2 separate regions of the Mus musculus genome follow, and region 2 is linked to region 1. A link is a contact called in public HiChIP or PLAC-seq data. All regions are on one chromosome and are shown on one strand. Each heading gives the region's core, a stretch centred on a gene start, on an enhancer-like site or on the middle of the called end of the contact. The rest is flanking DNA. Distances are from core to core; before and after follow the strand shown. Region 1 holds the start of Elfn1 (leucine rich repeat and fibronectin type III, extracellular 1). Region 2 overlaps Mad1l1 (MAD1 mitotic arrest deficient 1-like 1).

Region 1 (5,338 bases), core at 798-3,297:
AAAGTTATCTCGACCTGCTGGTTGGGCCTCTGGTCAGCCTGCAGAAATCATGTGGGCAGCTCTAGCTTGGGGTCCCATGTGTGCCCAATTGGAGAGGGCCCACCCCTCTCAGACTGTTCTAGGCCCCTTCACCCTCAACTCAGGAAAGACAGCTGTCATGGCTGCATCTGGCCCAGTCTATAGGCAACCTTGTCAAGGAGGCCTGTGTATGTTGCATGTGTGTGTGTTGTGAGTAGATGTATATGCAGGAACCTTGTTTGGGAGCAAATAATAATAATAATAATAATAATAATAATAATAAAGCCAAGGGTAAGCTGGGCCTGCTGGTACATGCCTATAGTTCTGGCACTCAGGGGTCTAAAGCTAGACACTGGAGTCCCAGGCTGGCCTGAGCTACAGAGTAAGAAGACAAGAGGAGGAGGGAGAGGGGAGGCAGATGTAAAAGAGAAAAGGGGGAGGAGGTGGCAAAGAGGTAAAAGAGAGGGAGGGCTTTCTTCTCTTTGTTGGGACCCTGTCAGATAGACCCCAGGATAGACATCTTTGCCTTTCTGGAATGATGTTTGCAGTCGCACACCACTACAGAAACCCAGGTATGGACCGGGGGTTTGTGCAACCCTGGAGCAGGCTGGGGTGCCTTGGCGACTGAAGCCCTACTCTATAACTTCTTGGTAAGGTTCCTGGTTGTGGGGAGGGGGGAGGCGTGGGCGTCGGCAAAGATGTGTGTGAACTTCTGCCAGAACTTCATGTTCTTCATGAGGGTGGGCTAAGGGGTGAATTATGGGGTGTGCCCGTTAGGTGTGAACCTGCTCTGCAAACGTGTGGGTGCAACATACATAGTGTCCACCCTGGGTCATGTACACATGCCTGCTAGTGACATGGCTCAGGAGAATGGGAGAGGAAGGGAGGAATGGGGGCGGGGCGGGAGATGAGAGAACCAGGAGAAAGCTCTGGCCTCATCCCCGTGGCTCTGGCCAGGGGTTAGCTTGTGGCCTTCCCAGCTTGAGGGGTGCCTGGCTTGTTTTTTGTTTTTTGTTTTTTTGAAGGGCCCGGCAAAAGCTACCCTAAAAGCAGGCTTTGGAGCCTTCAGTCCCGGCTGGATTCTCTTGAGGTCTGAGCAAGGGTAGACCCACAGCTCTGTCCTTGACCACCATGCTCTGTGTCTAAGAATCCACCGGAAAGACGATAGAGCCTCCTCTACCCTCAGTCCCTAACTGGAATCTCACTCCTCAGGGTTCCAAAGGAAAAATGGGGCTGGGGAAAGCCTAGGATCGGCCAAGTGTGGGCTGCCTGCCGGTGCTGCAGGCTGGATCTAGTCGAGTCGCAGGACAGGCCACAGGACCCGAGCTCGGGAAGCTCCTGGTCCTCTGGCCGCGCTACTCCAAGGTTCAGGCTATTCCCATGCTGGTCCCTGGTGGTCTGGCAACCCAAGGGACAAGTCCCCGCCCCCAGCCTCTCCTCGCCCCTTACTATGTATACTTGGCTGCACTCTGCGGCTCCAGTCCCCTTCGTTGGCATTGTGTCCCGAAGCCTGGCTCTTGAGAGTGCTCCAGCTCGGAGGAGGCGTCCAAAAAGGGTTGCACCCACTCTGCCCAAAGGGGGGTCCTTCAGCTCCGCAAGCGCACGGAGGCTCGAAAGCTGTGCGCAAGGCCTTAGCCCGGCGAGGGCGCTCTTGAACTTGATTTTGATTTTCAACCCAAGGCCAAAGCTACCGCCTGGGGAAGGGGCGCGGTAGGGAATGGGATACCAGCGGGCTCAGTCAGTGTTCCTGGAACCATGGGGGTGGGGGGTGGGGGTGGGTGGGAGGGTGGACAGCCCCAGAGGGATGACTTGGATCCCCGGAAAGCACACATTAACTCCCCCCCCCCACACACACAGAGGCTAGTGGGAGGGGAATCCACTACTCGGAACCTTCCGGGAATGGGAAGGTGCCAGGCTGATCTCACGCCTCCCGGCCTCTCAGCCCAAGGGGGTGGTGACATACAATGCAGAGAGGAGGGACTGTGAAGGGGGTCGGTGACCTTAGGAGAGAGCAAGTCCCTGGTGGGAAGAGAGAATGTTGCATCTCGGAGGGCCTGACAACCTTGTACCATCTCTGATTCTCCCCTCCCCGCCGCCCGCCCCGTGAAACAATCGTCCCTGCGGGTGGAGCTGTGACACGCGCGCTTACATAGGGTCTGACTTCGGGGTCAACTTCTACATGGCTTCCTGCGGGTGCGTGTGTGTGCACAGGCGTGACTGTACGCGCGTGCACATCTCTGCCTCTCGTACCCACCTCCCATCGCCACGAAGGGTCCCAACCCCATGACACTCGGGGACTTGGGCTCCACGGCTCTTAGCTCAGTGGCCTGGGACGCGGGCAGGGGACGCAGGCAAAGCCAGGAAAAGGAGGCGAGGCTGTGTTGCGGCGTCCTGAGATGTCCCCCCGGCTCCAGCCAACTTCCCCTCAGGGAGCCTTGATCCCCTCCCGGGGCAACCTATGGACGTGCAGCGGCCCCCGCCCCTGCTCCGGTCCCCTCCCCGCGCGGCTCCCACGTCCGACCTGCCTCGCGCTCACAAAATGAACCACCGCCTCGCGTCGCCGCGGCCGCTGCCGCCGCGCCCGCTCCCGAGCTCGAGAGCCGGAGCCGCCCGGCCCCTTCGGCGTCGCCGGCGCCGCGGCCGCCCCGCCTGCCCGGCCGGTCCGGGGCTGCTCCGATCGCGCGGTCCCCGGCTCTTGACGCAGTGAGCGCCGCAGCCCGGCTCCCGCAGGCTCCTCTCCGCTCCCGGCGAGAGGCCGATCCTCAAGCCCGGCGGGCTCCGGGAGGGGCGGGCAACGCGGGAGGGGGAGGAGGTCTGTCTGGAGCCAGCAAGAACCCCGAGGAGGAAGAGGAGGAGGAAGCAGGGGCAGCCGCCGCCGCCGCCGCCACCGCCACCGCGGCGCTCCGGGGACTTCGGCGCGCGTGCTCTGCTAGCCGGTGATCGAGCCTTCAACCCTGGGGGCCACAACCCCGTTCAGGTAGGAAGGGGTGTGCAGCGAGTGGTGGTCCCCTCTGCCGCAGACGTGGGGTCCACAGGTCCCCGCCCCTGGAGGGGGAGGGGCAGGAAGGATACGCTCTCGCCGGCTTCCCGGGTGGCGCGGGAGTCCCCAACGGCTCCCGCAGCCCTGGTTGCCCCTATCGCCTCAGTCCCCCTCGCCGTGTCCTGGCCGTCCGCACCTGGACCGAGTCCCCTCTTCACCCGGGGGGTTTCAGATGCAGCGCGTTTAGTCTGAGGCTCCAGGGCGCCCTCCACTCAGCCGCCTTCCCAAAACCCGAAGTTCTCGATCGCCGATCTCTGGCTGGACAAACTTCCCTCCCGACTCCGCCGATCGGAGCGCCTGGGCTTGGGTCCCCTGCCCCCACCTCGGATTAGGAAGCACCACCGAGGACCCGAAACTTTGCTGAGCGTGCTGCCTAGGCCGTGGTGGGGTCGGTCTGCTGTAGGGTGCATGGGACGGCCTTAGTGCCCCAAGTTGGCCCAGAAGCTGCCCCCCCCCAGTCCGAATACCTCCACTCGTAGTTCAAAGAGGAGAAAAAGTGGGTGGTGGGACCTCGCCTTCGTTCTGCACACTGGTCTCCAGGCGCTGGAGCCGTGGGGAGGGTAATGTAAGACCCGCACCCCCACCCCAGCCGGGTGCCGGGGCTCTGTCCAGCTCCCTGGAAGGAACTGGCTTCTAGTTATTAACAGGCGCCTTTGACAAGAGCCTGTAGGGACTGGGAAAACCACTGGCTGCGAGGTGCTTCCAGACCCCAGCCAGAGACTGACCCTCCTCAGTTTTCATGGGTCCCATTCCGTCGCCTGCCCTCCCCTTTTCTTCTACTCATTCCCCTCAGACTTTGAGGTGTCACCTCCCACTCCCCTAACTTTTTCTCTTCCCAGATAAGCCTGCTCTGAACTGTGACTACCTGGGGTCATGAGCCCAGGTCGATGTCTCAACATCCAAACATCCTTTCTGCACCCCCATCCCACCCCCATACACACAAGGGGATGGGAGTGAAATCTCCCGGGCCAGCCTGCTAGGCATGAACGGGATCATCCCCAGCCAGTTTCGAGTCCTTGCGACCCATCGCCCACGCATGACACATTCACCAGCAGCTGCCTAGGGGCTGTGGTGAGCAGACAAGCTCTCTCTATGGAGAGCTTGCGAAGATCCCAGAAGGGTTTGGAGGTGAAGTGCTCTGTTCCCTGTGAGGGAAGAAGCCAGTGTCTTCTTGCCCCACCCCCCAGTGTCTCCTTCCTACACCCTGAGGTATCTGGAGGATTCCGTGCCCTCTCTCCACCTCACCCCAAGGCTCAGGTCAGAGTCTGAGTGGTCACTAGTATTTGGGGAACAGGGGGAGTTGGGCACTTCTTCCTGTCTGGGATAGAAGGTTGCAGAAGCCACTCTCCGAACAGCTGGGAGAATCTTTGTCCCAAGGGTGCTGGGGCCCCGCCCCCTTCGGGTTCTTTGCTTCCGAGCCCGCTTCAGCAACCTCAGAGTGTGGAGAGCTGAGGTGGCGCATCTTTTCCGCTTCTCTGGGTCTGGGGAGAGCAGGGGGCGTGGAACACAGTGATGGGTCCCTGACAGATGTCCTCGCGTGGCGGCGCCGGCGTCTCTGTGATAGAATTAATGGCTTACAAGCAAACGGCCCGATCTGTCCGGCTCGGGGGAGGGGCGGCCCCAAGGGACTCCCGGATTTTGGTTACAACCAGCTGAGCAGCTGGAAGATTGGGGGATGTGACCTGGAGGGTCTGAATGACCCTCTACTAGTCAACCCTAATTTTCGGTCTTGCCACCCCGACAACTGGGTACTCCAACATTGGATGTCCTGGGGACCCTTCCACCGGAAGAACTACCGGTGTTTTCCCTCTTGGAAAACCTCCTAGAACCTTCCACCCCCTCCTGCAGACAGCTGACCCTGGGAAGCCACAAACTTACCTTGAGGGTGGGGTTGTACTGGTCAAGGGCGCTCTGGGAACCTGGACCTCGGTTTGCTTATTCTTTGTGGAAGGGGTCAGAGGAGCAAAATCCAGACTAGTGAACCTAGGGGGACTGTACTACCACAATGCTTAGTACACAAACCACGGTAATCCCAGATCTCAGATGATTACCAGACCTGTAGCAATGGTAGGGGAACCAGGCCAAGGGGAAACCTAGAGATATGGGGAGTCAGACCCCTGCCTTTGAGTTTGCTTTCAGAGACTGATGGTAGGGGCTGCTGGCCCCTCTTATTCCCTGTCCCCACCCTTACACAGAACTGACCAGACTCAGAATAGGAGAGTACAGGCATAATCTTGTCCCTGGAGATCAGCTGCTTGGGACCTCTTTTAGATACAACTG
Region 2 (5,338 bases), core at 1,158-3,657, 270 kb after region 1:
CCACTGGCAATGTCAGACACTCTGGCCATGGACCACCTTCCTCCTTGGCCTGACTTGGGAGACAGAGGAGAGGGAGTCTTTAACACACTGGAAACGTCTACGTTAGCAAAGCAAAGCTGAAGATCTCTGGAAGGTGGAAGTGAAGGAACTCTTTATCTTTCTCTCTGATCGTCCAGAAACCAAGCACTGGACACAGAGAAGAATATCAATATAGGCTGACAAAAAGATATCTGGGGCTGATGGCCTCTGGAGACCACCGCAGGTACACCAAAGTGACACTACCTCAGGCTTCATAAAGGCACAAAGCAATGTCTTTTGCTAGCAAAGGCCCAATATCCCACCTTCTTCTCAAAGGAGAGGCAAGACCCCTAACCTAGGGTCACCCCACAGCCCCTGGGCCCCACCCTGGTAAAAGTGTAAACATTTTTAAGAGGGACTGCAGGAGTGCTCCAGCCCCACCCCAAATCCCTGGGAAGCACAGCCACACACTGGGCCTGGCCACTTAACACCCTAGATTGGACGAACCCCACTGTCAGGCTCAGTAGATGAGGGAGGGCCCTAGGGAGAGCCCTGCTCTCGTTCTGCTCCCCCATTTAGTCAAACCACCTTTGGCCCACGCTGCTCTTTCCTGGGTCCTGGAGCCTTTCTGGCTAGAATCACTTCTCAGTTCCCCCTGGATCTGCAGGCTCAAGATGAGCTGACCTAAGGCAAAAGCCAGTAATGAGCATGCACTGAGGATCACGCTATGTCATCCAGCGCAAGCTGACAGCTTAGCCCCTGTGACAGTACTGCAAACCCCAGAAAGGACTCTGAAGCAAGCTGGTGGCATGTTACCTTTAATGGGACTTCCCCTGTTCCTTCCTGGGATTTTACTGGGGCCAGTCTGGGTCTTTGCTGGGAAAGTTAAGCCAAAGAACATTAGTTCCAAACGGCACCCCAGCTATCGACCGCTTTCCACTTGGTGATGGATGATATTTAATACCCTCTAGTTGCAGCACCCCAGGTCTGTAAATACTGATCCTGTTTTATTGCTATTTAATCACTATTACGATGGCCATGGCCAGTCTTCCTCCTCTGGGTTTAATGTTCCATGGGAGTCTCACGGGAAAAACAGGGCAACAGCAGAAGATGCCTGCTTTCCAGGACATATGCACCCATAGGTGCATACATACATGCACAACACAGCCTACTTAGAGGTACACAAACACACATCCTCACACTTGTGTGCAAACACTGGCAGCCCTGCCTCCAGGACATAAGTGGGGTAGCAACATGGAGGAAACAGGAGCTGCCAAGGAAAGCCACATGCTCCTGACCAGAGATGCCCCTTCCCTACCCCACCCTCAATTCCTGGGTAGCAACCCATCCTGAGCCAGATGCAGCTTCCTCTTCTACAAATTAAGACTGCAAATTCTAGTCACATTTTCAAAGTGATCTCCCCCCACACATATGCACGGGATTATTAAAGTGGTAACAGTTAATGGAAGAGAGTTGTTTTGATGAAAGCAAGCACCATGGTTGCTTTGGTCATAGTGAGCACGTAGCTGAGCCCCTCAGATAAGAGAAAAGTAAAGCAAAGACCTCACCCACAGAAACCATGACAGGCTTTGCCTGAAGAGATGGCTCAGCTGGTAAACAGTCAGCTACATCAGCGTGAGGGCCCGAGATCAGATCCCGAGCAGCCACTTCTAAGGGCTGAGAGCAGTAAGGCACATGCAGCTCTGCGAAGGGAGGCCACGGCAAATGATGCATGGGAGCTCGCCAGCCTCGCCCAGGTCAGTGAGACACAATATCTCAGAAAATATGGCTCAGAATGACTCAGGGGGGAAGGTGCCTGGTACAAACTGCTGGTTTCTACATACATAGGCACAAGCACACAACAAAGACAAGAACACACACATGTACCTCACACACACAGGTTAAAACTGTTTCCAAAAACAAAACAAAACAAAACAAAACAAAACAAAAAAAAAAACCCAAGCCAAGCATGTTGACATATGCCTATAATCCTAGCACTCAGGTGGCAGAGACACCTGAATGCTGATTTCTTTTGAATTGGAGGCTAACCTGGTCTAATTAGCAAGTTCAGGCCAGCCAGGACTACAGAGAAAAATACATTGAGAGCTCTCAAACTAAGAGAACACACACACACACACACATACCAGAAGCCAACCATGACGACCAGAACTGAGTACAGTTTGAGGCAGCCAGCCTGAGAAAGCGAGGGAGTGAGCGAGTGCATCCTCCTCCCAGGGTCTGCAGCCTGCTGTACTTTCTGACCTAGAGCCAGTACACACTCTATCTTGGGGACCTCACAGGATCCTTGGAAGCCAGTTATGTGAGGAACCACAAGGCAGCAGCCCCAGTGCTGACCTGGCCCAGCAGCAGGCCAAGGGCAGACATGAAGGCCAGGCAGCAGGGGAGGCTGCCGCACACTCGCCGTCTTTGGAGCAGGCTCCAGGCAGAGCAGGGAGCAGTTCCAGCGCCACTGTTGTGGCGGCTATTTTTGGAAGCTGCACTCGAGAGGCTGTCTTGGCAGGGAACCATGCCTTTGAGCACCACCATCAATTTTCACCTGCAGCCAGCGCCTTTCCTTTCAGGACCAAGGTTATTCAAAGATTTGGATTTCTTCGAAATTGTGTGAAAAAGTTGGACAAGGTCTTCACCGTAGGCAAAGAGGGTTCTGTGACAGGAACCAAAGTGACAGGGACAAGCTGGGCCTCTGGTGGCATCCAGGTGTCTTGCTAACTCCCCTGGATATTGAAGGCCACATGTCCCCAACAAGGCTAAGCCATAGACCACCTGTGCTGAGTGGAGATCAGACTCAAGCCATCACTGGGCACCTACCCAGGCCGGTTCCTCCCTTCTCATTAGTGTGTAGCCTTGTGTTGAGACTCCAAACCCATCCCAGCTAAGGTACTGGCTGGTTTTGGTTTTGGTTGCTGCTTGAAATTTGAAACAGGGTCTCACTCTGTAGTTTAGGCTGGCCTTGAACTCACAGAGATCTACCTGCCTCTGTTTCCCAAGTGCTGGGATTAAAGGAATGTACCACCACATGTGGTAGCACTGGCACTGTAAACTCCAATTGAGCTGTGATGTGAATACCCAGAAATGAAAGGGTACCCTGGACCAGGATGATGCAGGGCAGTGGATGAACATCCTGGGCTTGGATTTGAGGGTGTTCACAACAGCTCTGAGGACCAAGATCAATAGCACGTGAATGCAGTATTTTAGAAAGCCAAGGTTAATAGAAAACAAAGCCACCAGCATCCTACTAACATCTTCCCCTAGAAGCAGGCTCTACCTTGCCCTACACCTACCTGACTCACTGTGCCATCTCTGTTGTCCCTCATGCCCCCATCCCCATGAGGATGTTTCAGAAACAATGACAGGGCTGGCAGGGTGATGTGGTCTCCAAGGTATAGACCAACTCATTTCCAGAAGCCGTTCTGAGTACTGAAGGGGCCAGTGTCCTGGAGTGATACTGGAGTGGGATGTACTGAAAAGTGGCACAGCAGCATGGGGTGGGGGGAGTTACATGGGAGACAGACACTGACCGCATAGGCTCAGTATCTTCAGACATCATACACCAAGACCAGGACCCACAGCAGGTCCTGAGTGGCTACCATCCTTACCCAAAATGTGTCAGCGAAGCCCAGGGAAGGATGGATGATAGCAGGGACAGGGTACCATGTTTTCCACCACCCACTGATAACACCTCTTCTTCCACTGTTGAGAAACCAAAAGGGCAATCGCCACATCTTCCAAATAGTTGGTTTTAAGCCAAGAAACCAACACCAAACCCAAACCAACCAACCAACCAACCAACCAAACAAACAAACAAACCAGAAACCAAAGCATCTGTAACTGCTACCTGGTTGCAGTGTCTCCAGATGCCCCTGAAATCCTGTAAGGGTAGGTACAGGGCCACCAATCTTTGGGGCTGGGACAACATGTTTGTGCTCTTCCATGAATGCTGCCCTTGGCAGAAGAGAGCATTGAGGCTTGGCTTGCCATCCTCATCACCAGGTCAGAGACCTTCCTGGGCACATGACCTTTGCAGGTGACTTCTCTACACCCTCAGCTTGTCCACCCATCAGAAGAGGGAGCCAAACAATTGCCAGATTTTGACTGGCTGCAAACAGCTGTGCCAAAGGGCCTGTTAAAAGCAAGGGCAGAGGGAAGTCAGTGAGCCAGACCGGGCAAGGTGACGGCACTGCCGAGGGAGGGAGGAGCAGCGCAGGTGAAGGCTCTGAGGCAACGGTGGGCTGCAAGGGTGGTCAGGTAAAGATCTGGCAGATCTGAGACCTAGAGAGGGACCCCATCAGGTCCCTGGGATGGCCTGCATGAGGTCACCTTGCTTTCATGGATCAGCAGCAGTGGCCAGAGGCAAACCCCTCCTGCCCCCGCACCAAGGAACCCCTATCTTAATAACCATCTGCAGCTTGGAGAGGAACAAAAGGCACTTTGTTTTGATCTCATTTTATTTCCTAAAATTGCTTTTCTCCTTGAAAACTTTTTTCCTGTCACAACCCAGCTCCAGTGGCATTCTTGGTGGGACAATGCAAAGGCCAAGGACAGCTTTCAAGTGACTTTGCAAATGGCTCCTTCCCAGACCAAATGAATGCTTTCCTTCCTGACAGACAAAATAGGACCCAGAAGGGCAGGAAGAAAGGCAGAGGCTTGTTGGGCATCCACAAAGTCCAGAGTTCAGTTTGGACGAAGTGGCACATATCTGTAATCCTAGCACCAAAGAGGGAAAAGGGTAGGAGAATCAAAAATTTAAGCCGGGCGTGGTGGCGCACACCTTTAATCCCAGCACTTGGGAGGCAGAGGTAGGCAGATTTCTGAGTTCGAGGCCAGCCTGGTGTACAGAGCGAGTTCCAGGACTACACAGAGAAACCCTATCTCGAAAAACAAAACCAAAAAAAAAAAAAAAAAAAAAAATTTAAGGTCAAGTTTGAGGCCAGCCAAAAAAGACTGGATATAGGTCCCAAAATGGCCTGCTGAGCAGGTAATACACAAACCCCTGAACATCCATGCTGTGGACCCTGCTGGTTGTGAAGAGAACATCAGGGCACACAGAACAATTCCCCCGCAGGAACAGAGGCAGTGGGACATCCCACCAGGTGCTCCAAATGGATTGCTAATGTGGAATCATTAGCAGAAGTGGAGGGAACTTTTAAGTAAGAAGCTTTCTGAACTTAAAAGTTCAGACGCTTGAACCTGGTTGAGTAGCCAGTTTATGGCAGAACCATCCCACTGCACCCTGCTTCCCTGCAGTGTGTCTCAGGGCTGGCAGTGCAGAGTGGAGAAAACCAGGCTTAGGGGCCAGACA

Evidence for each region. HiChIP or PLAC-seq counts read pairs in DNA pulled down with a chosen protein or histone mark.
Region 2: an H3K4me3 HiChIP or PLAC-seq map of stem cell-derived neural progenitor cells shows a contact between it and region 1, with 23 read pairs. The contact joins the enhancer-like site here to the promoter of Elfn1 in region 1. A contact is called at or near these places in 7 of 39 promoter capture datasets (the 3T3-L1 cell line, embryonic stem cells, hippocampal neurons and 2 more), 2 of 484 Hi-C or Micro-C datasets (bone marrow-derived macrophages and nephron progenitors), 12 of 115 datasets of contacts at active chromatin or transcription factors (VIP interneurons, craniofacial prominence, embryonic basal ganglia and 8 more) and 3 of 9 other capture datasets (adipose tissue, embryonic stem cells and liver).

What each region holds. Positions count from the first base shown.
Region 1 is chr5:139,905,819-139,911,156 of GRCm38.p6, forward strand. It overlaps Elfn1 (leucine rich repeat and fibronectin type III, extracellular 1), which reads left to right and starts at 2,048. Exons shown (of 2, transcript NM_001384186.1): 1 at 2,048-2,995.
Region 2 is chr5:140,176,069-140,181,406 of GRCm38.p6, forward strand. The region is part of intron 11 of Mad1l1 (MAD1 mitotic arrest deficient 1-like 1); the gene reads right to left. Among named protein-coding and RNA genes, the nearest start is that of Gm16120, 29 kb to the right of the region's middle. Within about 2 kb of position 2,408, at least 20 of the 459 cell types and tissues checked have an H3K27ac peak or open chromatin away from gene starts, as enhancers often do. A contact at or near this core is called in stem cell-derived neural progenitor cells, where this site is marked.